2 separate regions of the Zea mays genome follow, and region 1 is linked to region 2. The links are chromatin contacts, called in public Hi-C maps. All regions are on one chromosome and are shown on one strand. Each heading gives the region's core, a stretch centred on a gene start, on an enhancer-like site or on the middle of the called end of the contact. The rest is flanking DNA. Distances are from core to core; before and after follow the strand shown. Region 1 overlaps LOC100383405 (putative coatomer beta subunit family protein). Region 2 holds the start of LOC103638669.

Region 1 (5,474 bases), core at 1,404-3,903, 430 kb after region 2:
AACCTAAATACTCCCTCCGTTCCAAAAATAAAATTCGTTTTAGACTTTTATTAGATTCATACAATAATTAATGTACTACCTCCGATTTTTTTTATTTGACGCTCCTTAGTTTAGATTTGAACTGTACAGCGTCAGATATTAACGAACGGAGGGAGTATATGTTTTGGATGTGTCTAGATTCATCATCACCTATTTAGATATAGATATGAAAATCAAGTGCTAAAGCGAATGCTAATTTAGGACGGAGGGAGTATATTTTTTGTTGAGCTTGGGATCAAAAGAGATGACTAATGATTGTTGGATTGTACAGTGTACACTTCCACTACTGCATTTATGGTAACGAAAAGTTCCTTTTTTGTTCATACCCCAGTGTTCCTCACCATCATTCCCATTCACAAGGACACCGCCATCTGTTGAATCATCGGGTTCAACTTCAACAACATCATCCATACTTCCCTCGACTCCGTCATCCTCAGTGACCTGTAGAAATTCATTTGGTGTCAGTGTTGAAGTGAATAAATAGATTGTGTACATTCTCCTAAAAGCTTAAACTTTCGGGTTGAATTAGTTAGCACGTCTATATCAGAGCCAGATGTCTCGAATTCAAATCCTATCAGAGGATTTATTTATGCCTCCATACCCTTATTTCCATGTGTGCACTTGTGCACCTTTCTCTCTGGCTACATGTGAGTGGAGGTGTTGAAGTGTATAATTAGATTGTCTACCTTCTCCTAAAAACTTAATCTTTTGGGTTGAATTGGTTAACACGTCCACTCAAACAGTCAGCATCATGCAGTAACTTAAGAAATTAAAGTAGAAGAGCAATAGAAGCGACCGTGGTAAAAATAATATCAATGCACCAGCAAATATAGCATATGTTTCTGAGCTGATCCCAGCTGTTCCTATGAGTTCAAAGGGATGATCAAAAGACGGAAACCAATCCAACACACAAATTGTGCTAGTAACCAACCCAAATTGTAATACCTCATGAACAGGATCTCCATTATCACTTGGTACTTCTTCCACATTCATACTTTTGAAAACTTCCACAAGGCTGTCATTAGACCTCTCCGCATAAGTCATGTACTCCTCAGCAGGTGGGTAGACACCCCTTTTCAGAAGTCAAAACAAGAAATCGTCAGGATGCAAATTAAAATGAAAGGTACGGAGCATGTATTTAAAACTACACGTCCCGCAACGCATTTATCCAAATGGTCCCATAATCTTTGTTATATCAGAGAAATTTGCAGCACAGGTAAATTTGCTAGGTGGGTGTATGCATGCCATAAATATATGCACCTCACACTGGCTGATGATGGCCCTAACTGAGATGCCACATGGATGCGCTCACTGTCTCAGTTTATCACTCTGAAAAATATTCTCTCATTGCTCCTACTGTCTATCTCTCCAGACTCGAGCACTCCAGCGGTAGCCATAGCTTGGTTTGCTGCTGCTGCTGTTAGTGCATCACTTTCGTGAATGCTGCCTAGGCTTGCGAGCGGTGCCCTCGTGCTCACGGATAATGTACTGGAGCTCGACGGTGAAAGTGTCCGGGAGCCACGAGAGGATCACGTTGTCCATCTGAAGCCAAGATGGGGACAGCGGGGCGACGGCGTCGGCGAGGACGAACCGCCAGAGCGTGAGAAGCACCTGAACACGCCAGCGGTAGTGAGGGGACGCCAGGTCCAACACGACGAACACGAGGGACCGGGTGTTGTAAACACCGACGACCTGAACGTGGAGAGCGGTGATGGTGTCGGTGTCAAGTCCGAAGGCGTGGGGAGCCTCAGGGGCCACCAGAGGTGGCGTAGCACCACGACCGAGGAGGAGACGTTGAGCGATGGCCAGCTGAGTGGTCAAGGCGGCGCCTATAGCATGCTCTTGCTCCCAGGCGAGGGACGCAGCTCGCTCGTGATCTTGAGAGGCGGCCACGACAGCCTGGATGGTGGCGAGAGCCGCAACAAACGTGGAGCATGCGAGCGGAGAAGCCGACGAGGACGCGATGAGGTCAGCCCATGCTGGTTCAGCGAGGGGGGTACGGTGGGCGGGGAAGACGGGAGGGGAGCGTCAGGCGGGCTATGCAGCAGCGAGGGCAGCGGGCGGAGCTCTGGGAAGGGGCCTGAGGTCGACGATGAAGGGGGGCCCATCCCCGATGAGCTTGCTGCAAACAAGGGAGAGGAGGCCGGGGAGGAGGACACCGGCAAAGGCGAGAAGACCCGCGGTGGTGCGCGGGCCGGCGGGGAAGGCGTCTCCCGTGGCTGAGGTGCCCACGGCAGTGGCGTACGGGCCTGCGCCCGCGCCCGTGGCGGCAACGGCGTGGGGCACGCTCGCGCCCGCGGTGGTGACGGTTGGGTGCATGGCCGCGCCAGTGACAACGTGCAGGCCCGTGACCGCTGCTGCGTAGGCGAGGTGGATGCTAGGAAGAGAATTGCGTCTGACGATGCCGAGGACCGCGGTGGCGAGAGTGTCCGTGGCCGGGAAGAGGGTGCGACGAGCGGCGACGTCCATGGCATTGATGGCGCTCGTGCCTGCCGTGTCGTGGTCGAGGGTGCCCACGCCTAGGGAAGAGGAGTCCGCCATGGAGGTCTGGGTGGCGGCCAGAGCAGGGCGACGGTCAGTGAAGGGAAGGGGGCGGCGGCTGGAAGCCGGCCTGGCGGTTGGAGGGGGTGGGGATAGAGATGGCAATGGTACCCGCTACCCGAAACCCGATGGGTTTTTGCTCTATTAGGGTATGGGTTTGGGTCAATTTCTCTACCCACGGGTTTGTTAATGGGTTTAAATGGAAACCCAACGGGTACGTGAGCATGGGTTTGTTCTTCCACTACCCATATCCGCAAACCCATGGGTTTTTAAAACCCGCCTTAAAATCAACATTCCTTATAAATATGTCTCATAATATTATTAATTGAATATGTTCTGATTGAAATAAACTTCATGTAACAAATTTTGAGCTAAAATTAGTTATCACTTTTTCCTTTTATCCTAACTTATTAATATATTGGTTGTCATTTACATGATGAATTATTTTTTATGTTGATGTTAGTGGGTATGTGAAACCCGTTGGGTACCCGAAACCCGCATGGGTATGGGTTTTGGTAAAATTTTATACCCGTCATGGGTATGGGTTTTTTAGCAGGCGTATTTTTTTGTTCGCGGGTATGAGTTTGGGCAAGTAATACCCAGCTGGTTTTTACCCATTGCCATCTCTAGGTGGAGAGGTGGGAGAAGAGAGAAAATTGGAAACCTAGCTTTATACCATGTGAGAAATCCTAAACAAGGTTCTAATAGTGAGAACAACCGCGACCGAGACCGGACCTTAGATCTGTGCTTTGGCGTGGGACAGACGAGGAGATTTTTCTTAACCATATTCTGAAATTCGCTCCCACATGGAGTCGAACCCAGAACCTGAGGAGTGCTACTCAGACCACCTAACCAATTCAGCTAGAGGCCCTTTCACCTCTTAAGTTTCTATTGAAAATGCACAAAATTGATGCATTACTTGTTTAAATCATAGAAGGATACTAAAAGCTTGACAAATTTATTTGAGCTATATAATCCATAAGGACTAACACATACCTCTTGGGAGCAACAGTAGCTTCTACATTCAGAGCAATCTGCCAGTCCTCGAACAGGTTTGGGTACTCAGCAGGATCTGCCAGAGATTCTGCAGCTTTGGAATTCACCTTAAAAGTCACAAAAAGGGGTGATGAACCAGCAATTGCCAATAGCTTGAATAACAGAGCACAGTGTACACATCGGCACAATAAATAAACTACGAAAAACATCAATGCTTTGTATGATTGAAGTTGGTACATACAATTCATCAGCCTAAAGAATTCAGTGTTACATGGTGAATCTCAACTTGATACTGATCTATTTGAAGTAGACAAATTAGAATCCTGAATTTTAACTTTCTAAGCATTCCAAAACAATGCAATCCAGCTTCTCCATAATTCCAAATTTGAACCAAAAGCTGATTTTCCTTTGATATCTAAAATACCGGTAATCGGTGAGCGGTGCTACCATGACATCATGATACATATATGAGTATATAAAGACATTGTTTTAAAACCTTAAGCTCAATGCAATAAGTTACCACCATAAATAAGATAAACATTAGTAAGAAATCATCCATTAACAGTTAAAATATTCCACCCATTAGCTTAATTTTCCAATACTCATATTACTGATAGTTCTGCAGTGGATAGACAGAATAAAGGAAGTGACTATAACACCAGTCAGAAGCCCGCAGAACAATACCAAGCTAATGCATAACGATACCATGGATCTAGCACTGAACGTCTTTTTTATAAGCCTAGGAGTGAGTTTGGTGGGTGTTGTAAGGGTTTCTCCAAACCCCTCTTCTTATCTAAGTTATTAAAACCTGACCTTTTTTAGACGCCTGTCCGCGTTCGGCGGTCTACGTGCCAGTTCTCACGTGACGCGTGTGCGTTGGCCACGTGCGCGTGTCTATGCGTCGGACGCGAAACCTCGATTTCAACGGACGTAAAACCTCCAGGCCACAGCCACACCATCCACACTCCTCTCCCCTCGAACTTCTCGCTCGGACTATCCCACATCGTCCCTCTCGGCCTCCCGAGCGCCGCCGCCTCGAGTTGCTCGCCCCTATATCTCCCTCCCCCGTCCAGCCTGATCGTGCCCATCGCAACCCAGGACCCTGACCTCGGTGACGGCGGACCGGCGATGGTGCGCGAGGCGGTGGCCGCGGCGGCAGCGGCTCCCCCTCCTCCGACGTCGCCTCTCCACTCTCCCCATCCTTCGCCGTCGCGGCCGCGTCTGATAGCCGCAGCGAGCTGCTCCCTCTGTCAACCTCTTCCCCTCCAGCCCTGCCTCATCGCGTCCATTGCGACCCAGGAGGCCAGGACCCTAACCTCGGCGGCGGCGAATCGGGGGCCGACGACGGTGCGCGAGGCAGCGGCAACAGCGGCAGCAGCTCCCCTCCTCCGACATCGCCTCTCCACTCTCCCCATCCTTCGCCGTCGCGGTCGCGTCTCAGTCTGATGGCCAACCACTGGCTCCGACCCAAGGCGAGTTTCTCTCTCTCACTCACTCACTAACTCATCTGTGTGATGGTGGTTTGATTGGTGCTGCGCAGGGGTGCTGCAACCAGCCACCTAACCATGAAGCTATCAGTTTATTTGCGCCAATCTCGTGCTACTTGGGGATTTGTTTGTTGGCTCGATATCGGAGCTTTGGTTGTATGAACAGAACATTTTCTTTTAGTTTTATAATCTATGCAGCTGTAGCCTTGTAGCTTTCTTGGGCAATAATGAGGTGAGTATCATTTCCTCAGGTCCTGTTCTGACTGACAAATCTATTGCAATTATGTTCTGTTTTCACGAGATCACATTCTAGGGAACTAGCTAAGTTGTTAGCTATGTTTTTTTAACATTAGCCGAGTCTTTTATTGTCTTAGTAGATTTTGAAAATCATTGAAATTCTTTGTTAGTATT
Region 2 (5,888 bases), core at 275-2,774:
TTGTAAATCATAATTGTAAACTTTGTGGGTATGCTTGTAATTTCATACGAAGCTATACCTCTCCCTTATATATAGGTGAACAGTGTCATGCATAAATTCACCTTTTCGGAGGACCCTAAGCTTTGTCCTTCTTAGCCTTGGAAGTACTTTCGAGCTGTCTCGCTTGTGAGGTCGAAGGTACGCTTGTAAATTTATAATATATGGAGAAAGATGGGAGGAAGAGTGCTAAGGCACATGGGATGAGTAACAAACTTTGTTCTTGATCATATTTCCATACATCGTTCCTTCATCTGCATTCCCTCTTTTTTACCTTATCCCTTGACTCACCCTTTTAAAAAGAGGTAATCAAAGGGAGAAGATCACCATTCTCTAACTTGTTGTTGCCTTGTTTTTGATACCATGTAGTAATCAAAAGCAAGTGACCAACATGAGAGTTTGCACCAACGAATGTATTCAAATGCACAAATAATGCAATCTTGGATTGTTCTTAGATTGTTTTGTCCTTTTAAAAGTCATTTGTTGTTTTTTGTCGGAGGCATGAAGAAGCTTCTTGTGATTGTCGTGAGTTCACCGGAGTTGGGCGCCAATTTTGGCCACTTGTTTTTCATTCCTTTGGTATGTCAAAACAAGGCAACATAATTAGATCAAGCTTCATCTTCATCCTTTAGTTCAACATTTTAGAGAGAAGGTTAGTTAAATGATGAACATGTAGAAAGTGAGCGAAGAAAATACAAAAGACATTCAGTGTGAATTATGCATAATATAGAACATGATACACAAATTAACCTTACAAGATATTACTTTATCCTTATTCTTTATTACACATATGGATGTTCCTAAAACATCCGACTTATATAACAAATCTAATATTTTAACATAGATATACATAGAATTTAAAGCTAATTTTTGACAATGTTATTAAGAATATTATGAAGTATTTTAATAAATTTTTGTATAATTTTTATGTGCATTATTTTTCCCTACAAAAAAAAGGTGAAAAAACATCCGAATCCGTATTCGGATAGACATCCGAATTTTATATCAATTATTTAAAAAGATATAGAATGAATTTAATGTTTATTTTTTGTGAAGATTAGCAGCCTCAATGCTAAAAACAAGAATATAAATTTACATAGCAAATTCTATATATTATTTGTTCACAATCGAAGAAAGAAGACTAAAAATTTGACATCCGAATAAATATCCGGATCCATCCCTAATTACACAGTACAAACTTACCTATATATATGGATGGCAGTTGGACCCGTAGGTATGGATACATGTGGGTTTCATACCCAATAGACATGGATACCGGTAAGAAAATTCACATGTGAGTCTTGTCAAGTCGGATACCCGAAATATATCAGGTAGGGTACGAATACCATATTTTACTCGTGGGTATCCAATGGATACTCCAAATATCAATTTACATAGTATATGGCCCATATTCCAAAAATCTGAACAAGGCCCATCAAGGCATCAACCGAACTACCGAAGCCCAAAGAAAACCCTAACCCACTAAGCCTATCCCCACCCCTACCCACACGCCCGATCCCCAACCCCATTCCCCCACACGCTGCACACCCCAATCCCATCGGCCTCGGTCATCAGTCGATCCCCAACCCCAGTTCCCCAATCCCCACTCTCCCAGTCCTAGACTCCTAGCCTCCAAGACCCAGGCTCCTAGCCGAGAGCCGGAAGCCGCACCGCCGCCCCAAGCAGCCAGGGCGCTAGGCCCTGCCTAGATCTACACTGGCAGGAGCTGAGGAGAGTGCTTGTCGCCACACTGGAGCAGTGTCTGTGCCTCACACCCAAGATTCGATCTCGATGTCGCGCCACTGGCTCCACCTCGGCTCTGTCAAGGATCCTCTCTGTCCACGATATGCCGCCCCGCCCCACCTTCGTCAGTTGTGTGAAGTTGCTTTGCTTATCAATTTTACAAGTTGTCATGTTGTTTATCAACTCTCTAGTTGTCATAAACTGTGAATATGTGATGTTACTTACAAATTATATGTTGTTATGTATTCTACCACAACATATCCACTGAATAACTGATACCCAGTGTTTACGTGTATAATTTCTCGTCCGATTGGTGGGTATGAATATTTGTTAAAGTATCGGGTACAATATTAAGTCGGGTATTGTTATACCCGAACACAACCCGACCCACGGTTATCCCTATCCTCGCGAAGGTACAAAAGAAGAGAGAAGTAAATACAACTTCTGAGACAGAGTAGTATGTTCTCTTATCCAAAGACCCATTTAATGCATGGCAATGTTACTCTATTTATAGTCGTGAGGTATAGCTTTGGAAAAATTACAAGTATGCCCTTAAACTTATACATTTGAGCTAGTGAACAAACTAAGGGTAGCGTTGTCTTTTTGTCCCGTTGTTTTGTCTTGATTTGTCTTGCTTCATCGGCTACGCACACACCTTGTTAATCCAAAGTTGGTGCCTTTGTACTTGCGCTCATGGCCGCTCCGGCCGAGTCGGACCTTCGGTGTTCTACCTGTAACGCTTTAAACATGCTAGAAGATAACTGTCAGGTTAGTGTTTTGAGGACCTTTGAAAGAAGACTCCCCGCACAAGTTTTGAGGACCTTTGAAAGAAAAAGACTCCCCGCACAAAACATTTGCATGCACAATCAGGGAAGTTAGGCTTCATTTTATATTTTAATTTTTGAAATAAATTTGGAGAAGCCTAATTTATCTCCTTTTAGATATCTTGATTTTTTTTCAATTTCCAAAAAACCATGGATTAAGATAGTGTTGCTCGAGCTCAGAGATAAGGCAACTTCCACAATTCCATGACTGATGTAGATTCATGATCAGAGATAGTGCTGGGAATTGGGCCGGGCCAGCCCGGCTCAAGCCCATCATGCTTCGTGCCAAACAGATTCGGGCCAACAAAGCCCAAAAGATTTTTGGGCCGTGTCGTGCCAGCCCGAAGTATAAAATCAGTGGCCCAGTCCGGCCCTAAACAACGTCGTGCCTACTTTGGACCGTGCCGGCCCAAACCCGGCCCGTATATTTGACCATATAAAATCAAAATATTATAACCATATAAAATTCATGCATTACTAAATTAAAGATATTAAACAATTCTAGCATCATTTGACCACATAAACTCCAAATATAACAACAATATAAAGTCGATATCTCACTAATTAAAGAAATTAAACAGATTGGGCTTAATTGGGCCATGCCGGCCTAAGCCCGACCTATCTATGCGGGCCGTGTCGGGGGCCCGACGGGCCGGATATTAAGGCCCGGCCCAAGCCCGCCTTCGGGTCGTGCTAGCCCGGCCCATATTATTTCGTGCCGGGTCGTGCTTTGGCCTTTTATTTTCGGGCCGTGCTCGTGCTTGTCCGAAAAGCCCGGCCCATATTCCCAGGACTAATCAGGGATATGCAATGTCATTTTCTGATTTGATATACTGTTTTGATTTTTTTGTTAAATCCATCTTGGAAGCAACTTCCACAATTCCATGACCACATGCTTGACATAGCTACCAACTACCGCTAGCTCTAGCTCAGTCGGGTAAGCCTCAGATGGAGATGTCATCACCGCGGCCACACTTCCTAGTGCTCACGTACCCGCTCCAGGGCCATATTGCCCCGGCACTCTGCCTCGCCAGGTGGCTGCTTGCCGTCGCGCCCGACGTGCTCGTCCGGCACAGAGGGGAGCGGGAGGCCGTACCTCTTGGTGGTCCGGAAGGACAACAGGACGATGCTCGAGGTGGAGGTGGAGCTGGGTGAGCGTGCCAAGAACGACGCAGTGGTGAGTGGTGTGACGAGGCGCACGTGTTGTCGCACCCCGCGGTGGGGTGCTTCGTCACACACTATGGATGGAACTCGGTGCTGGAGAGCGTGGCGAGCGGCGTGCCCATGGTAGGTGTGCCCAAGGTTTCGGAGCAGAGCACCAACGCACGGCTCATCAAGCGCGAGTGGCGTGTCAGCGTGCGCGCGCATGTCAGCCCTGTTACACAAGAGGCGGCTGCGCCAATCACGGACGACAAGGATGGAGATAGCCGGGGGTCTGCCGAGGCAAGTAACTGAGCACGTCCAAGGCGTGAGAAGCGTGGCAACGTCTGTATCACTGGGTCGAGTTGGTCGTGTAAGGGTTAGCTGGGCCGAGCTGCCGAGAAAGTATAAAGGATACAACTCAGGCAATTGTAAGGACATCGAATAACCAAAATAGCAAATCCATTTTCACAGCTACTCCTATCTTCTTCCCCACGACATCTCTTCTTCCTTTACCTACGCCCCCAGCAACTGTTGTTCGTGCACTAGTCGATGGAGTTGCTAACATTTGGTATCAGATTCAGTCTCCTAGATCCGCTTGCTGCTGTGTCGCGACGACCCCGATCTTTCGTGATGGAGCACCAAGACGCCGCCATCCGCAAGCTGCTCGACAAAATGCGACTCATGGAGGTACGCCTGTCCGAGCGCATCAGCGGACACTGCGATGGCGTCGAGCGCCACCAGAACGAGCGCTGTGAAGAGCCCTGTAACGAGACGTCCATCTTCGACGAGGGTCCCATCTTCGACGAGGAGCCCTGTGCTGACGTGACGTCCATCTTCGACGAGGGTCCCATCTTCGACGAGGAGCCCTGTTTCCACCGCCGCTTCCTCGATTCGGATCCAGACTCTCCCTGTGACTGGGTCGATCTGTCCTCGATCGTCCGTGCCACAGCCCCGAGCTCTCGTGATTTGCTTCCTCCACCGGGCATCCGCGCCATGACGAGCGGCGACGTCGCGAGCGAGCATCCGCAGGAGGTGGTCGGTGTCGACATCCGAGCCGATGCGCCACAGGATCTTCTCCCGCTTCGACTCCAGCTCAGCGTGGACTTCACCAACCCCATGGGCTTCCTCAACAAGACCGCCGTCGTGCCTAGCGGGCCGGTGCCGACAGGGAGCCTCTACACGGTGACCCGGGTGGAAGCGACGAAGCAGATCCTGAAGCTGGTGCCCCTCGACGCGCTCAAACGCGACAGGCCCGTCCACGCGCCCGACGCCTACACCGTACCGAGCATGCTCGGCGCCTGCGCGGCCACCGACGCGCTGTCGCTGAGGCTCTACGCGCACGCGCTGCTGTTCCGAGAGCTCGGCGGCACCAGCCACGCCTCGGCAGTGACGCGCGACGTGCTCACAAACATCTCGCTCGTAGGCACGCGCCGGACTGAGATCCTTGCGCGCAAGGTCCGCGACATTCGTCTCCTCCACGTCTCCTCGCCATCGCCGGACTCGGAGCTCGACCTCCCCATCGGCAAGCACGTACCTGACTGCGCCAGCGTCGACAGGAGCGTACCTGACTGCGCCAGCGTCGACAGGAAGTCCTGCTTGCGGGCGTACACGCCGACGAGCATGGAGGACGAGGTTGGCCACTTCGACCTCGACGCCAAGGAGTACATCCTGGACGAGCACTCCAAGTTCCTCAACGGCGGGCTCATGAACCAGCTCCTGGACCCGCTCCCACTCGATCCTTACATCGAAGCGGCTCTATCCCCGGTTTCTTCTATCGTACAGTTGGTGGTGTCGGCAGAGGAGGAGGTTATCACCAACTCGCCCAACAGGTGTTTGATGATTTGCTTCAACCTCATACAATGCTGTTTCAGCTGGGATGCAGCACCACATCGACAGCCTTGGCCACCACCTCATATTCATGTTGAGTTTGGGTGTGGCAGTGCTGCTTTACGGCCAATTCCATGGCCACCACCCACTTCGTTGGAGAGTTTGTATACTAGAGAATTCTATTGTAGAGTGCAATTTCCTGGATTTGGTAGAACCTTGGTGTTCAATGCAGAGATTCTAAAAAGAGTTGGATGTACATCTGAAGCCAAAGATTCATCTCGCGTGGCTCTGAAATCACCATGGGAGACACTTGGC

What was found. A called contact is a pair of places that touch in the nucleus more often than the background predicts.
Region 1: a Hi-C map of ear shows a contact between it and region 2, with 3 times the contacts expected there. The contact joins the enhancer-like site here to the promoter of LOC103638669 in region 2. A contact is called at or near these places in 7 of 25 Hi-C or Micro-C datasets (bundle sheath, ear, endosperm and 3 more).

Annotation. Positions count from the first base shown.
Region 1 is chr9:93,336,333-93,341,806 of Zm-B73-REFERENCE-NAM-5.0, forward strand. It overlaps LOC100383405 (putative coatomer beta subunit family protein), which reads right to left. Exons shown (of 25, transcript NM_001362077.1): 22 at 3,577-3,683; 23 at 985-1,111; 24 at 366-480. Among protein-coding and RNA genes, the nearest start is that of LOC100383405, 20 kb to the right of the region's middle. Within about 2 kb of position 2,654, at least 7 of the 20 cell types and tissues checked have an H3K27ac peak or open chromatin away from gene starts, as enhancers often do. A contact at or near this core is called in ear and root tip, where this site is marked.
Region 2 is chr9:92,902,721-92,908,608 of Zm-B73-REFERENCE-NAM-5.0, forward strand. LOC103638669 reads left to right here and starts at 1,525. Exons shown (of 1, transcript XM_008661512.3): 1 at 1,525-5,888. The coding sequence starts at 4,296.